Regions from separate parts of the Cricetulus griseus genome. Here region 2 is linked to region 1. The links are chromatin contacts, called in public Hi-C maps. All regions are on one chromosome and are shown on one strand. The core of a region is the stretch at or near the end of the contact, and the rest is flanking DNA. Distances in the headings are between cores, read along the strand shown. Region 1 holds the start of LOC100753137 (histone H3.3A). Region 2 has its middle 53 kb from the start of Acbd3.

Evidence for each region. A called contact is a pair of places that touch in the nucleus more often than the background predicts.
Region 2: a Hi-C map of fibroblasts shows a contact between it and region 1, with 2.1 times the contacts expected there. The contact joins the enhancer-like site here to the promoter of LOC100753137 in region 1. A contact is called at or near these places in 4 of 8 Hi-C or Micro-C datasets (the CHL-YN cell line, the CHO-K1 cell line, fibroblasts and 1 more).

Annotation. Positions count from the first base shown.
Region 1 is chr5:13,474,180-13,477,660 of CriGri-PICRH-1.0, forward strand. LOC100753137 (histone H3.3A) reads left to right here and starts at 1,723. Exons shown (of 4, transcript XM_027418834.2): 1 at 1,723-1,867; 2 at 3,422-3,481. The coding sequence starts at 3,445.
Region 2 is chr5:13,507,179-13,510,703 of CriGri-PICRH-1.0, forward strand. No RefSeq gene overlaps it. Among named protein-coding and RNA genes, the nearest start is that of Acbd3, 53 kb to the right of the region's middle. Within about 2 kb of position 2,128, at least 2 of the 6 cell types and tissues checked have open chromatin away from gene starts, as enhancers often do. A contact at or near this core is called in the CHO-K1 cell line, where this site is marked.

The DNA.
Region 1 (3,481 bases), core at 473-2,972:
CTGGTCTACAGAGTGAGTTCCAGTACACAAAAATACACAGAGAAACCCTGTCTCGAAAAAAAGAAATATTTACTTAAAGTCGGGAATAAAGCATGGGAAAACCTAGCAAGCATACAAAGAGAGTACTATCTGTAGAGTACTATCTGTGACTCGGTAACATTTCTTGGAGTACTATCTGTAGAGTACTATCTGTGACTCGGTAACATTTCTTGAAGACTGATTGATTCAAGTGATATGTAACAGCCTTCTTGGATAAATCCAGCCGCAAATATTTTAGTTCCCTGAAAACAAAAAACAAGCAAAAGAAAAAAAAAAGTGCTTCTTGGCTCAAATTATAGGGATTTCTTTCTTTACTGGCAGCTCAGTGTAGGCTTTTTCTGCATGTGTTTTTAGGATAGTATCGCAGATTGCACGTGTTTTTATCACATCAACACTTAACACTCTTTAAATAATAACGAAACGGGAGGCCTGGATTCTGTCTGTTTCTCCGGGGCTTGTTCCTCACTTAAGTGACCTTGGGCAAGTATCATTCCTTCTCTCCTATCTGGTTTCTACATATCTGTTCCAGCATCTCCTTCACAACCCTATGGGATCTCTCTTGTACCGAAAGCCCTCACCCAGGGCTGTGAAGCCTGGTCCCTACCGTCTGGGGGTCAGCTAATGACAACCTGAGCTGCGCCGTGCTGCTCAAGCTACCGAGCGGTGCTGGAAAGCGGGAAACACGGCAAGCCCTGCGGCAGCTCTTCCTTAGTACCTGCCGTTTTCAGCCTCTTACAGCGACAGCCTTAAGCTGCTATGTCACAGTCTCCTTCCACAGCGATCTTCCGAGGAGGGTGAGGCCGCTCGCTGAGCGGCCCACTCGGGCTGGACCGGCAGCCGGGCCGTGCGCAGCGACAGCTGTGCTGCACATTGTTCCCGAGGCTCACAACACACAGCCATCTTGCATCAAGAACGGCGGCCCAGGCAGGAGCGGGTGAGCGCGGTGTCGCCGCCGCCGCCGTCGGGGAAGCAGCGCTGGCAGTGGCCGCCCCGCCTCTCCCGGGTAGAGTCCGCGACGGGCTTGTCCTCAGGCGATTTGGCCCGGCCCTCGGACGCGCCCGCGCCCCGCGCCCGCGCTAGGCGGGAAGCGAACCGCGGGGCCCCGCCCCTGCCGCGCGCAACGGGCGCGGCCCGAGAGTGGGCGCGGGCCTCGGGCTTCCACTCGCCGGCTTCCGGCTCGGGCGCCTCGTCCACCGGGCGCGGCGACCGCGGGGCCGCGGCCTTCTCCCCGCCCCACGCGGGCGGGCGCCTCGGGGACGCGCGCGGGGGCGGCGCCCCTCCCCCCGCAGGCCGGGCGCTGGCCCGCGGCCCGCCCTCCCATCCCCCACGGGCCCCCTCGGTACCCCCCCTTATCCCTCACCCCCCCACCCCCGGGAGCCGGGGCTCCGGGGGCTCCCCGTGGCGCTGGCCCCGGGCGGGGAGGGAAGCGAGCGCGGGCCGGGCCGGGGGCGGGCGGCGTCTCGGCGGGCCCCGCGGCCCCTCGGCGTGTCTTTTGTGTTTGTACACACCGCGAGAGGCGGCGGGAGCCGGGGGCGGGCGGCGCGCGGGGTGGGGGGGCGGGGGTGGAGGAGGAGCGAGCGCGCGCGCCAGCGAACGGGCGCGCGGGGGGAGGGGCGGGGGGCGGGCGCGCGGGCCCCGGGGCGGGGCCGAGCCTTCCCTCCATTGTGTGTGATTGGCTGGCGCGGCGCGGGGCGGGGCGGCGTGTGTGGGGGTAGCCTCGGTGTCAGCCATCTTTCAATTGTGTTCGCAGCCGTCGCCGCCGCCGCCGCCGCTCTCTAACGCCAGCGCCGCCTCTCGCTTGCCGAGCTCCAGCCGAAGGAGAAGGGGGGTAAGTTTCTCCGTCCGCCCGCTCTCCCGGAGCCGGGCCCCGTCCGCCGGCGCTGCCGTAGCGGGCCGCGGAGGGCCCCCGCAGCCCCTCGGGCTCGACCCTCAAACTTTTTGGCGCAGACACGGAGACGGGGAGCGAGTTTCCCTCTCCTCGGGCGGCGGCGGCGGCGGCGGCGGCGGCAGCTCTCCGTCTCCGCCTCAGCCCGGCGGCGGCCCCGCCGCGCCGCCTGCCGAGCCTGCTGGCCCTCCCGCGCCGCGGGCTCTCCTTTCTTCGGTGAAATCCCGCCCGCCGCCCCTTCCCGGGACCCCAGACCTTCACCAGGTCCCGCGCGAGCCCCTCAACTGCCGCCTGCGGGTCCCGGGCCGCAGTTTGTCGGGCGCGAAATGGGTAAAATCGCCGTCGCTTCCCGCCCCGGGCGAACTCGCTTTTTGCTGCCTCCCCACAGTTGTGGCTGAGCTTCACCATCTTGTCTCTCTTCTCTGGTCACCGACCATGTTTCTTTTCCCCCCCGTTTCTCTCTTCCCCATTTTAAAATGGAAGGAGGAAAAAAATCTTAAGCACCTTTTTTTTTATTTTTTTGCCTTTTTTGGAGGAAAAAAAAGGAAACTTGATGCATATGAAATTCGAAATAACGAAAAAAAGAACTTTTGCATTTGGGGGAGAGCGGCACGTGGCAGGGGATGGGGTATTTTTCGAAGGGTTTGCTGTTTGTGTCTTTGGAAGGGAGTCGGATACATTTTGCAATTGTTTCCATTTTGTGCTAGCCTTGGGGAGCCGAGTCGTTCGCTGCCGGCACGGGGCGCCCGGGCCGGGCCGGGCAGGGCAGGTCGGGGACCCGGGACCCGGGGACCCGGGGGAGGCAGAAGCAAAAGTTTATGTGGTGCTGGGGTGGGCCGGGCGGCCGGTGTCGAGCGCTAATTAAGACTGGGTGCGGGGCAGTCGGCTGGCATAGCGAAGCCCGGGAGGACGGGCTTTGTGGAATGCTCGCTGGCAATAGCTGTTGTTCTTGTCTTTCGAGACGCCTTTTTGTCAACATAACCGTAAAGATAGAAACCTCAAGAATGTTTACAGATATTTACAGCAATCCAACTGCCGAGCGCGAGGCGGGGGGCGCGAACGGGGGGGGGACGCTGGAACCTTTTTTCTTTTTTTCTTTCTTTTTTTTTTTTTTGGCTGTAATTTGACTCGACCTTTCTGTGGTTTGTGGCTTCTTTCGTTTGACTTGTTTGTGATCGAATGCTTGCAGGCATTTCTAATTTCTACTTTAATTAAAGAAATTGAATTAAAACCCATTGGGGTGGTCTCGCTGGTTTTGGCCGTTTGTCGCTTGGAATTGGCGTTATGAGTATTAATGCTGACAATTTTCCGGTTTGTTTTAAGTCGTATTTGGGTAGTAGACCTAACCTGCGCCCTTTCAAATTAATTATATAACAGCCTTTTTTTTTTCTCAGTAATGATAGGTTTCTGGGATTTTTTTTTTTTTTAGGGGGTGGCTTCTGGCAAGAAAATGTATGTTTTAGTTGAATATGATTTTTTTTTTTTTAATACTGGTAGGTAAGTAAGGAGGTGCTCTTACCATGGCTCGTACAAAGCAGACTGCCCGCAAATCCACCG
Region 2 (3,525 bases), core at 878-3,377, 33 kb after region 1:
GGAGGTATTGAGAATTTGGGACTAGCCAACTCAGAGGGTTCTATGCCCTCTGCTGGCCTCCCTGGGCACCGTGGTGTACAGATAGACAGACACACAGACAACACACCCATACACATAAAATAAAATGAGAAGAATAAAATTCCCTGGAGCTGGAGTTAGAGGCAACTGTACACCACCCATGTGGATACTGAGAACAAGTAAGACTCCTGCAAGAGCAGCAAGAACGCTCTTAACCATGGAGCCATCTCTCTAGCTCCAATAATAATTAAAAATTAGTGTGGCAGCTGGATGGAGAAATGTTCGTGGTCTGTATTTAGATTTCATCAACTCTACAGTTGAAAAAGCAGATGTCTCTACTATAGTTCTAGACATAATGAAGACTTTAAAAAGCTGAGTCAATAATATTTTTTCAATTTAAATTATTAATTAAAATTAAAAAATGGTTCAGGCTAGTATCCAAGCACTCAGGAGACAGGGGTGAATGAGAGAGAAAGAAAGAAAGAAAGAAAAAGAAAGAAAAGAAAGGGAGGGAGGAAGGAAGGAAGAAAGACTTTGAAACCTAACAAGAGGCAGGCTGATCTTTGCATTCATGACCAGCCTGATCTACAGAGTTCCAGGCCATCTAGGGCTACATACTGAAACCCTATCTAAATAATTTCTGTAATGTCATGTGTTTCATAAGTGCAGGTGGCTGGCTGGTGGTTCGGGGGGGGGGGGCAGCTCAGAACAGGCAGGTTTGTGTGTTTGCTCACTTGTGTCTCCCAGGTGTCCATGCACCCACACCATCTCTGCGTGGAGACCTGTCTGACCAGTACTTGCTCAGCCCTACCCTTGAATGACCAATGAATGCATCAAACCCAGCATGCCCAAAACTGCCCTCCTGAATCCGACACTGCTGGTGGAACCAGCAAGGCTTGTCTTCATCTTAGCTAATTGGCCTGTGAGGCTGGCTTGCTCATTCCCAAGCACGGGATCCCAATTCCAGCCTTAAACAAGGCTACAAGCACAGTTCTGTCTTCTTCCTCCCTTCCTTGAGCTTTCATCGCCTCTGTCTTATTATCTGTTCCACTGCTGTTGTTTTATTATATTTTATTTTTCGAGACAGGATTTCTCTGTAGCTTTGGAGCCTATCCTGGAACTAGCTCTTGTATATAAAGGCCTGCGCCACCAAAGCCCACGTAGCAATAATTTGTTAAGTCAAGGGATCACTACCTAGCTCTCCTTAACTTTGGGCGATCCTCTTGCTTCTGACTTTCAGGTGGGCAGAAGACTCTACTATCCAGGACAGGTGCCCCTGTCGGAAGCGGTGAAACCTGAGACTGGGAACCGCAGCCGCTGTCAGGGGAGTGGGCGGCTGTTGTGTTCGGGTGTTTCTGATGGATCTGTCCTTTCCTGGCAGCTGGGAAGGAGCGGGTGGCTTTGATCACAACTGCTGCTGGGCCAGGGAGTCCTGGAGAGAGGGATGGCGCTCACCTATGGGCAGCAGCAGCAGGGTTGTTTGGATGCTGCTAAGTGACCAGAGACCAGAGAAGTCTATCCTACCCGGGAAGAGGAGCCTCTCCACCCCTCCCCCGCAGGAGGGCAGGGTGGCCCCGGGCGAGCGCGCTCCCGCGCTCCCGCGCTCCCGCAGATGCGCGCCCTGGCGTCGGGACTCCTTCCTTGGGGACCTGGCTTACAAAGGCCAGGCCAGCCCTGCACCGCGGTGTCTGCGACGGGCCACCGAGTGGGTCCCCGACCAATGAACCCCAACTTTAGAGAGCAGTGGCTCCGGGGGTCCCGCGGGTCCCAGGCTCTCTGTCGCCTGCCCCGGGAGGCCTTTTCTTTCTTTGGGCCGACAAGGCGGGGTCATCTACCGCGAAGACGAAAATCTTTCCAGGAAGTTTGTACCTATTAATATTCCAGTTCCTGGCAGCCGCTCTCCGCGCCGGGGAGGGGGCAGGGCGGACCCCGCAGCTGCTTCTACAGCCGAGGCAAGGGGCGGAGGGGCAGCTCCTAGGTCCCCACACCACGGCGGGGGCAGAAACCGCTCCGAGGCTCAACGTGCCGGAGCCCGGAGGTTTGCCCGGAGCGGCGCGCGGTGGGACCCGGAGGATCCCGAGGCCCAGACGAAACCAAGAGCTGGGACGCGGGAGGGGTGTGGGAGAGGGACAGGAGGGATCGGTGCCTCGGGGAGGGGTGTGGGGCAACCCGGGGCCCGCACTTGGGCTGCGCCGCTCCCCCCAAAAGAAAGCTGGTCCGGGAAGCTGGAGCCCGCGGCCCTGGAGAGGTCGGGACCCTGGTCCTGACCTTGCTGTGGTAACACAGCCGCAGGGCGCTGCAGCAGAAATTTGATATTTGAGAGCCTACGGGCTCCTCGCCACCACCTTGCACGACGGCCACTGTCTCCATCACAGACGGAGGAACTGGAGCTCACGAGCAGCCGAGGGACTGGCGCGCTGGAGGTCGTGGTGTGGTCAGCCACCGCAGGGACCCGCTGTGAGCCAGGATCTCCTCCTAGAAGGAAGCGCAGCTGTCCTCCTGCAGGAGCGGCCAGCAGACTCCTCAGCCCCGGGAACCAACCGCAGCACCCACCCGGAGCTTGCTGGATTTGCAGAAGCTCTTTCGGGGCCCAAGTGCCAGCTCAGTCTTTCTGTCTGGTCACATGTGGGACATAAATCACTTTGTCAAAGCACCCGAGTTTGTAACGCCGCTGGGGCCTCTGTAGATAAGCTTTGACTGGAGTGTATGTAGGCTTCTGACCTGGGCTCGTCAAGTGCTAACTGACCCCGAGCAGGAATTAAGTTCCTGTGTTGCACTGTCTTCCTCGGCATTCTAGAGTCGTTTGCAAGGCGCTATGGCAATCTTCCTGCCCACGATGGTTAAACCTTACCCTGTGCGGGGACTCTGTCCACCTCTGTGTGTCCTTCCTGTCCAGCCACCAGGTCACCAGTGCTGAGACATGAACGGACAAAGGTGTCTCAACACCCGCTCCTCGCCTGCCTCCGCACGCACGCAAGCCTCCAACCTTCAGGGTCTCTTGGTAGCCTAGGATCCATGTACACCAGTGGGCCTGAGGGGATGCTGTGACAGAATTTGGTATCTTTTTTGGGGGGGGGAGGGTTTCGAGACGGTTTCTCTGTGTAGCTTTGGGGCCTATCCTGGCACTCGCTCTGTAGACCAGACTGGCCTTGAACTCACAGAGATCCGCCTGCCTTTGCCTCCCATGTGCTGGGATTAAAGGCGTGCGCCACCAATGCCCGGCTCAGGATTTGGTATCTTAAGATAGGATTTGCCAACTAGAAAGTCTTCCCATAGCCCTTCTCCTGAGAAAAAATCCTGAAAGGCCAAGTCCCAAATGGAGTGAGTGTGAGACCCATCGAGGGTGGCCTCTTTTCTGTCTCCTTGGAGTGCCAGGTGTGGAGACCTCTCCTGGACTTTCAACCGTCAGCAGGAGATGCCTTTTGGAACCTAAAGTCCACAAGCATGGCTGCCTCCTCAGCTCTGAAGCCTTCTTCGGGTTGTTTTCCTTCACACCCAAAAGGTACA